Regions from separate parts of the Hordeum vulgare genome. Here region 2 is linked to region 1. A link is a contact called in public HiChIP or PLAC-seq data. All regions are on one chromosome and are shown on one strand. Each heading gives the region's core, a stretch centred on a gene start, on an enhancer-like site or on the middle of the called end of the contact. The rest is flanking DNA. Distances are from core to core; before and after follow the strand shown.

The links. HiChIP or PLAC-seq counts read pairs in DNA pulled down with a chosen protein or histone mark.
Region 2: a contact with region 1 is called in an H3K4me3 HiChIP or PLAC-seq map of embryo, with 8 times the contacts expected there. The contact joins the promoter of LOC123395084 here to the promoter of LOC123398391 in region 1. A contact is called at or near these places in 1 of 6 Hi-C or Micro-C datasets (seedling) and 1 of 1 datasets of contacts at active chromatin or transcription factors (embryo).

The regions. Positions count from the first base shown.
Region 1 is chr5H:404,148,964-404,152,879 of MorexV3_pseudomolecules_assembly, forward strand. It overlaps LOC123398391, which reads right to left and starts at 1,272. Exons shown (of 1, transcript XM_045092868.1): 1 at 663-1,272. The coding sequence starts at 1,149. The coding sequence ends at 802.
Region 2 is chr5H:404,394,143-404,398,180 of MorexV3_pseudomolecules_assembly, forward strand. It overlaps LOC123395084 (putative hydrolase C777.06c), which reads left to right and starts at 1,825. Exons shown (of 12, transcript XM_045090015.1): 1 at 1,825-2,147; 2 at 2,235-2,398; 3 at 2,532-2,644; 4 at 2,910-2,951; 5 at 3,029-3,084; 6 at 3,379-3,455; 7 at 3,647-3,766. The coding sequence starts at 1,967. LOC123395086 reads right to left here and starts at 1,615. Exons shown (of 3, transcript XM_045090016.1): 1 at 1,518-1,615; 2 at 828-1,030. The coding sequence starts at 1,014.

The sequences.
Region 1 (3,916 bases), core at 22-2,521:
CCTTATACATACTCAGTATACACACTTGAAAATACCTAGTTTTTTTACAAAAATAATGGGTATTCAGAATTAAGGTGGGTCCGCCCCTGGTGACAGGAATGTAATTATCTCCAACTTTACAAGGGTAATGGGTCATTAATAATCCATAATCTAATTTTAGGTGAGCTAGAATAGATTGTGAGTTTTTAATAATCTGTCCATCTAGTTTTTGTAATCTACAGCATAATCTATTTTATTTAAACACATAATAGATTATAAAAACTGAATTATATAATCTAAGTGGTTCCAAACAGGATCTTATGTAGGCCGGTGCGATCACACTCACGCCCTTTACGTATCCGCAGTTCTTGGCCAGTTGCACTGCGGATCTGTCTTTGTTCTTTCCTTGTTCAAAGCAATGCTTTTCTTGTTGGTTTGGGCCTCTTGTGCATGGCGCGCCTCGCTTCTATTTTTGTCCCCTCTGCGCTTCGTTGTTGCCGTCGTTGCTAGTGCTTGTTATTAGTTTTTTTTTCCGACGACATTGGTTTCGTCTCCATTTAGTTCAGCTATGGTTCGACATTGCTTTTGCTGCTCGACCGCGCTTCTTTTTAATCCTTTTTCCGTTGTGACGGAGTGTAGAGGACGTGGATTGAAATCAAGACAATGTAAACTGGTTCATCACAAGAGGAAATTAAGGCAATTTACGGATCATATATAATCACAAGGTAGCATCGATACATTGGTAAGAAAAAGGGGAAATCTCACTCGATCAACACAAACCAATCAACTAATAGAAACCTTTACTACGCCTAGAACCAACAACTAATAATTAACCCTGTAGCCAGCAAAGAGGTTGAAGAGCGCCTGGTCGCCCAGGTGGTGCGCGGCGTAGATGAGGTCGATGGCGGCGTCGTGCGTCAGCCCGCGCACGAACTCGCCGTCAAACTGGCCCGCGTCCGCGCCGCCCGCCTCCGCCTCCGCTCGGGCCTGGTAGTACGCGACCGCCGTGGCGAGGCCCTTGCCGTTGACCCCCCGCGGCAGCTCCACGACGCGCTGCCCGGTCTCCAGCGCCGCCGCGACGCTCCCCGCCCGCTGCGCCACCGACGCCGGCACCGCGAACTTGGCCAGGTCCGCGCACCGCACCAGCACCGTCTGGTCCTCCCCCGCCATCGACACGATCCCTGTCTGTCTCTCTCTCGCCGAGATCGTTTGCTGGAGCTCTGCGTGCGCGGGGCTTCCAAAGCTGCGAGCGAGGACGATGGTTGTGTTTTCTCGCTGGGTGCCACGAGGGGAGGCGCGCGCGCGTATATATGGATGCACCCGCCGGGCACACAGCTCACGGGGATCACGTCCGACTCGGACGGCGGGACGTGGCATGTTCAGATCAAGGTGTTGTAAAGGTGGTTCCGTTTCGTGGCGTGATCGGGAAAGCGCCACTTCTGAGTCGATTTCTTTTCTTTTGGAAAACCCGTCTGTTTCGCGCGCATGCCGTTTTTGGCGGGCGATTTTGGGTTTCCCGTTGCTTGAAGAAAAAGTTGCGTTCTTTCTAAAAAAAGGAGAAATTTTACATTATACTATTTTTCTTTCCAAAAATAGTTATATTTTTCTGAAAAAAGAAGAGATTCATTTCCTGCCGCAGTTACTGACATGTGTATTCTTTTTACAAGTACTGATATGTATATTTGCAAAGCCCAAAGTCCAATTTTACATTATTTTTCTTTCCAAGAAAAGTTACCTTTTTTTGAAAAGAAAAGATACCCTTTTATTTCCCATGACCACACAATGTCATCCTCCAAAGTACAAACCATTGTCCAAATGAGTCTCCGTCACCAACACTCACAAGTCGATGTACTCCCTAAGCGACCCCTCGACCGGGTTTGAGCCTACCTCCCTAGCACATGCGCCATTGTCCAATGCCTAATGGACAGTCCGAAAGGTTCTCATGATGACAATAATCATGATCTCGATAGAAAGCCATCCGATAGATGCTCACACCAAGAAGGGCCAAAAGATAATCCCAACCCCTTCCAAACAAAGGATGATGACACAAACCTTGCAAGTTTCCCCGTGGATCCCCATCTGGGTGAGCTTCATCGGAAAGAGAATAAAGCTAAGAAAAAACACGTCATGACATCATCTGTTTCGCTTACCTAGACAAAACACACCATTCGTTGACGCCAAACAACATCCCTGGGATGAGGACAAGATGGGGGAGGTCTTATCCCCATAGTGGATGGTGCCATCGCCTCACCACCACCATCCAAATACCTAACCCTAACTAAATCTTAGTCCAGAAGAGACTATAAGGAACCTGAAAGGGAGGGAAACCGACGACGACAAAGCCTTACGAGGAAATCGTAACGCCCCTTTTCTCAAGAAGTGGATGGGGCTATACTCCCGCCATTTCCTACCTCCTTTCTATATTGAATATAAGCATTGTTTGACTTCCCGGGAATTTATTAAGAGAAAACGGGAAGCAAATTAAGAGGCATATCCATGTAGATTCCATAGTTTAATTATTAGTAACGAAATACTTGTTCTAGATATACTAGCAAACATGCCCATGCGTTGCAACATGGGATAAAAATAAGCATGCTTTAAGACTACCTTGAAAGTACGTGTCATATATTTCAACACAATGTACGTTCTTCGATTGAAAAAAGGTGAAGAATGTCTCCACGTGCATCGTGTCATGCTCTTTGGCTTGGTCTTATAGAGGAACGACGTTGACGACTTTGGGATGGGTCGGGCGTCGGCAACAAGCAACCGGTTCAAGCATAAATTCAATTTGATATTAGAGCGGTTCGACCAACGACGCCGATTCTAGGTTTTTTTCACCACTCTGAGATTAAACTTCTCCTCCCAAGAGCGTGTCATCCAATTAATCAAAGAAAAAAAAATCCGTTTCACCTTCATTAATAGTTCATCAAAGTTCAAATTTCCAATAGGTTGAGTCTTATTAGATTGATTTGTTCAAATTAGCCAAATAAAACTGACTGAGGGATTATATCCAATTTGACAGTGCCAATATCATTGGTGAGGACATATGTCGCGCCATGCATCGAAGCAGCGGCATCTATCTGAGGTATTCATCATGCTCACACCACTCAGCCCCTCGATATCAACCTTTCGGGCAAAGACTTACATGCACATGCGAACGGCGGTTGGGCCGCCTCCATCTGTGCATGCAAGCAGTGACTCCTCCGTGCGCCTGTGGCGACGCGTACAAGTAGATCAACGTCTATTGTATGCCAGATTCGATCTACACACACAAAAGAAATCATGCGACGAACACATACATGTGACAGATGGCATCAGAAAGATCATGCGAGCAATTGTTAGGGCATATTTCTCTCTAAGTGGTTTTGGTGATTGATGACAATGCATGTGCGGACTAATCGTGCGCATTGAGCATTTCAGATAATTTATGACTAGGCACAAGACGATTCGGTGCCCCTCGGAGTCTTTCAAAGACGGTTGCTTTCTACGTTTCTCTTTGATGGATTTGAGTCATAGGAAAGTCGCACTATTAAGAGGGGGTCCGCTTCGGAAAGGTTTGGGTGAAATCAACACGTACACATTTCCATTGCACCACCTTTCCCTTGTTTAAATGGAGCTCCAACATGTTTCCCCGTGTATGTGCAAAAGGGCCAGCGGTAGTACCGCTGGTGCCAGCGGTAGTACCGCTGGTGCCAGCGGTAGTACCGCAGGCACAACGGTAGTACCGCTCTCTGGGTGGTAGTAGTTTTTTTTACTACCGCTCTCTGGGCGGTAGTACCACGCTGCGGGCGGTAGTAATTTTTTACTACCGCTTCGTCGGACTTTTTGCGCATCGTTCTACCTCAGCAGTGGTGAGCACGGTAGTAATTTTTTACTACAGTGGTCGGTGAAATAGTTTTTCTTTCCAAAAATAGTTATATTTTTCTGAAAAAAGAAG
Region 2 (4,038 bases), core at 575-3,074, 250 kb after region 1:
AAGAGAAAAGAATCTTGAAGCTCAAGGAAATAGAGGAGAGGAGTGAGGCCGAGCGGCGAAGGGCAGCGGCCGAGGAGAAGAGGGCGGCGGCCGAGGAGAGGTTGGCCGCGGCCGAGGAGAGGAAGGTGGAACTAGAGGAGAAGAAGGCGGCAACATGAGTGGCGTTGGAGTTGGCTTCGTCGGCAACATGACCGGTATGGGACGCAATGAAGATGCTTCCGGTGGTGCTCACGGCAACGAGAGTTCACCGCTTGTTGAGAACGTCGACAAAGAAGGTGGTGAAGATGATGATCGTACCACGGTTCACAAGGCCGGTGGTGTTGATGACCCGCATGAGTAATATTCATGTGCATTTCAATTTCTAGGGCGAAAAACTTTGATTGAGACGATGCTCTTTTGGTAGAGGGATTTGATACTATGATGGTGATGCACTTTTGATTGAAACTATGATGATGATGCACTTCATTTTCAAATTTTTGATGCTATTTCAATGCAAAACCGCGGCTGAACAGTGGCTGGCAGCAGCCGCGCGGCCGTTTTCAGATTTTTACATCTTTGGTTTGGACCATCTATTGGAGTTGCTATTTTGGACCATCAATTTGGACCATCTGTTGGAGTTGAGCGTTTTTCGGAGCTCCAAAATGCACTTTTTGGCGGTCCAAATTTTACATCTCCGGTTTTGGACCGTCAAAATTTGGACCATCTATTGGAGATGCTCTTATCCTGCCCATCTAATTTCTAATGTGAGCATAATTCCAGGCATGTAACAGGAAGCAATACTTGTGGGAGTTAAATTAGGCAAAATGACATCAACTTGAGTAAATTACCACCCTCCTTCCTGCAGGGACTGGAATGGTGCTCCATCTTATCGTGAACAGACGCCACAAGAGCCTCAATCTCTTCCTTGGCCCGTTCAAACAGATTGGGCCCCCTGACCTTCTCCACAGACGTGTCCTCGCTTATGTCGTCGCTTGTCCCGTGCGTCTCCTTTTTGTGGATGCTGCCTTTGTTCATTATACGCACCACCACTCTGTTGAAAAACGCAGCAGCTTTCATCATCGGTAGCATACAAGAAGTGAAAATGGAACTAGAGTTTTGCACTGGACTAAAAATGCCTTTGCACGATGAATTGGCAGCAACAAGTGGCGACACGCTTGTCTTGAGGCAAGCATAAAGTTTATATAACTATAATAAGCACCAAGTACCCCAAAATCAAGATGGTAAGCATCTAAAGTGAGAAACAGGAAATTTCTAACTAACTGGTAGCCTACAAGTTCAGAAAACCTGCACAAATCAACGCGGTTAGCTTACTGCGGTCCCAGCTAGGCGCGACGAACTATCATTTTGGAAACGTCTCCACTAGAGACCGCAAGAAATTTTAATCATCCTTCCGTTGATCCCAGATACGGGCGATCTAGCCTATCCCGGGATCGGGCAAACGCCAACACCACGTGAAGTACGAGGATGCGAAGCAAACAGAGCGGGAGAGCGAGAGGGAGAGAGATAGATATTCGTGCCTGTGGGTGGATGTCGTCGCCGGCGAGCCGGCGCGGCGAAGTCGATCTCCTTGCGTGCTCCGGGAGGGGGGGGGGGGGGGAGGAGATGCGGACGGACAGGAGGAAGGGAGGAAGTGGGGGAGAAGAAAGAGACGGAATTATTCCTCGGCCCAGGCCGAAAGTCCATGTAAAGCCCACTTACGGCCTGTTGACTCACATGTCAATGCTCACTGCACACTGCACAGGGCTCTCTGGACTATTGACCCAGATGTCAGTGAACAAGCAGTCAGAAGAGCCGCGCGGCTTTCTTGACCGTCGGGGCAGGGAAACGCCGGGCCCACTTGCCAGCGTCGCTCCCTCCCGCCCGGCGGACAGAGAGGGCGACAGGTGGCCAGCGTCCACGGAGACCCCGTCGTTACCGACTCGCCGGCCGCCGCCGCAAGGCAGACAGACGCATCCGCGCTCTCCCGATGTCTGGGGCGACCGCAGCTCTCCTGCGCGCCCACCGCGTGCCCATGCTGCATTCGCCCTTCGCGTGCTCGCTCGCCGCCGCGCGCTCCCTGGGCGCGCATCTCCCTCTCCGCGCCCCGGCGCCCGCCGCGCCGCTCTCCTCCCGCCTCCCCCTCGCGCGCCTCCGCTCCGGCGCTTCGCGTACGTAAAATCGTAATTGCATCATGTACTGGTTGCGCCTCAGCTGTTCGACGTAATGCCTATACCCCCCTGGTGTGAACCCTCCAGCGCGCTTCTTCTCCTCCTCCTGCGGCGCCCCTGGCAGCGCTGTCTCTTCCTCGGCGGCGGAGCACGAGGAGCCGCGCAAGTCGGAGCTCATCTTCCTCGGCACGGGCACCAGCGAGGGCGTCCCGCGCGTCAGCTGCCTCACCCACCCCTCCAAGACCTGCCCCGTATGGCCCTCCACCTCCATCCCGTTATCAACCACCGGTGGACTCACTTTGTTCTGCTTTTCTCACAGTGCTCGGCTAGCTAGGTGCTCGGTGTGATGTTGGCTGTTTGTTTGTTATTATGGCCTGTTCGCAGGTTTGCACCAAGGCAGCAGAGCCGGGGAACCGGAACCGAAGGCGCAACACCTCCATTCTCCTGCGCCATGTCACGCCGTCTCGCACTTCTAACATCCTCATCGATGCTGGCAAGTATGCGCTATTTCTTGCACTGCCAGTTGCTTCTTCTCTCTCCCGCAACAAGCAACGGATTATTATCATACCCGAAGCTAGAGCTATGGGCAGGGATAGTAGAAAACACCCAGAGTGTATCACTGTTTTGAAGCAGAGTAACCTGAAATTGCTTACATTCATAGTAGCTGATATACAAGCTGTTTTAGTAAATAATGTGCATGTAGAAAGTAAATGTTTACTAGTAACGAGCTATCACACCCTGATGCTTTGTTTCTTCTGTCAGGTTTTTCTACCATTCCGCGCTCCAGTGGTTCCCTGCTTTTGGGTACTGAACTGTTCACATGCACTGTTATTTATTTTCAAGAAACGTAAGTGTTGTTAACGTTTGCTGCTGATCTTCAGGTTGAGGGAGATTGATGCTGTCATTATTACTCATTCTCATGCTGATGCAATTGGAGGTCTGAGTGGTTCCAACCTTCTCAATTCCTATGCACCTTATAATTGAATGCTTGTACCATGTGCCAGAACCATGAGTTGGTCGCGAGATCTGATGGGTTTCACCTCTAGCCTACCCCAACTTGTTTGGGACTAAAGGCTTTGTTGTTGTTGTACCATTTTTAATTGTCCCGTCTAGCGTCTGTCCTTTCCAAACACTTCCCGCAACACAATTTTGTTTCTATTAGTTGAAACAAAAAAACCATCATCCTTGTGGCCTTTTCCTTTCCAAAAAGATAACAGTGTGAATGGTGCAGGCCTTGATTGTCTTCGTGATTGGACGAACAATGTCCAGCCCTCCATCCCAATTTATGTGGCACCGCGTGATTATGAGGTTCGAAAATCTTGTACTTAGTTATGTTGTATATTAATTTTTTTCTAGTATTACAGCCTCAGAAATTTTATGGAATACATGAAAATCCATTATGCCATTTTATTAAAAAATTACGCCTTTCCATTTTTAGTTTATATCTTTACAGCTGGCTCAGTTTTCTTTCCTTTCCCCCATTTGCTCGTTTGTATCAGGTGATGAAGATGACACACCACTATTTGGTCGACACAAGTACGGTTATACCTGGAGCTGCAGTTTCAACATTACAGTTCAACATTATAAACGAGGAACCATTTACCGTTCAGGATCTTGAGGTTTGTAATCTGAAACAACAACTTCAAAGCAAGAAGTGGACTTATACTTATAAGCTGTTCGCTTACAAATTACAAATGGTATTCTCCCTTTAGACTCAGTGAGATGTAGCAAGAAAATAGTACATGTAGCCAGGTAGACAAATGTACGTTTAACTCTTTTATTTTGGTCAGTTATAACTTATAATGGGATGGGATCACTTAATTGATTGATAGTGCTGTTAGTAGCAGCTAATAGGGCAGTTTACCAGCGTAATTCAGACAAGATGCCTTCC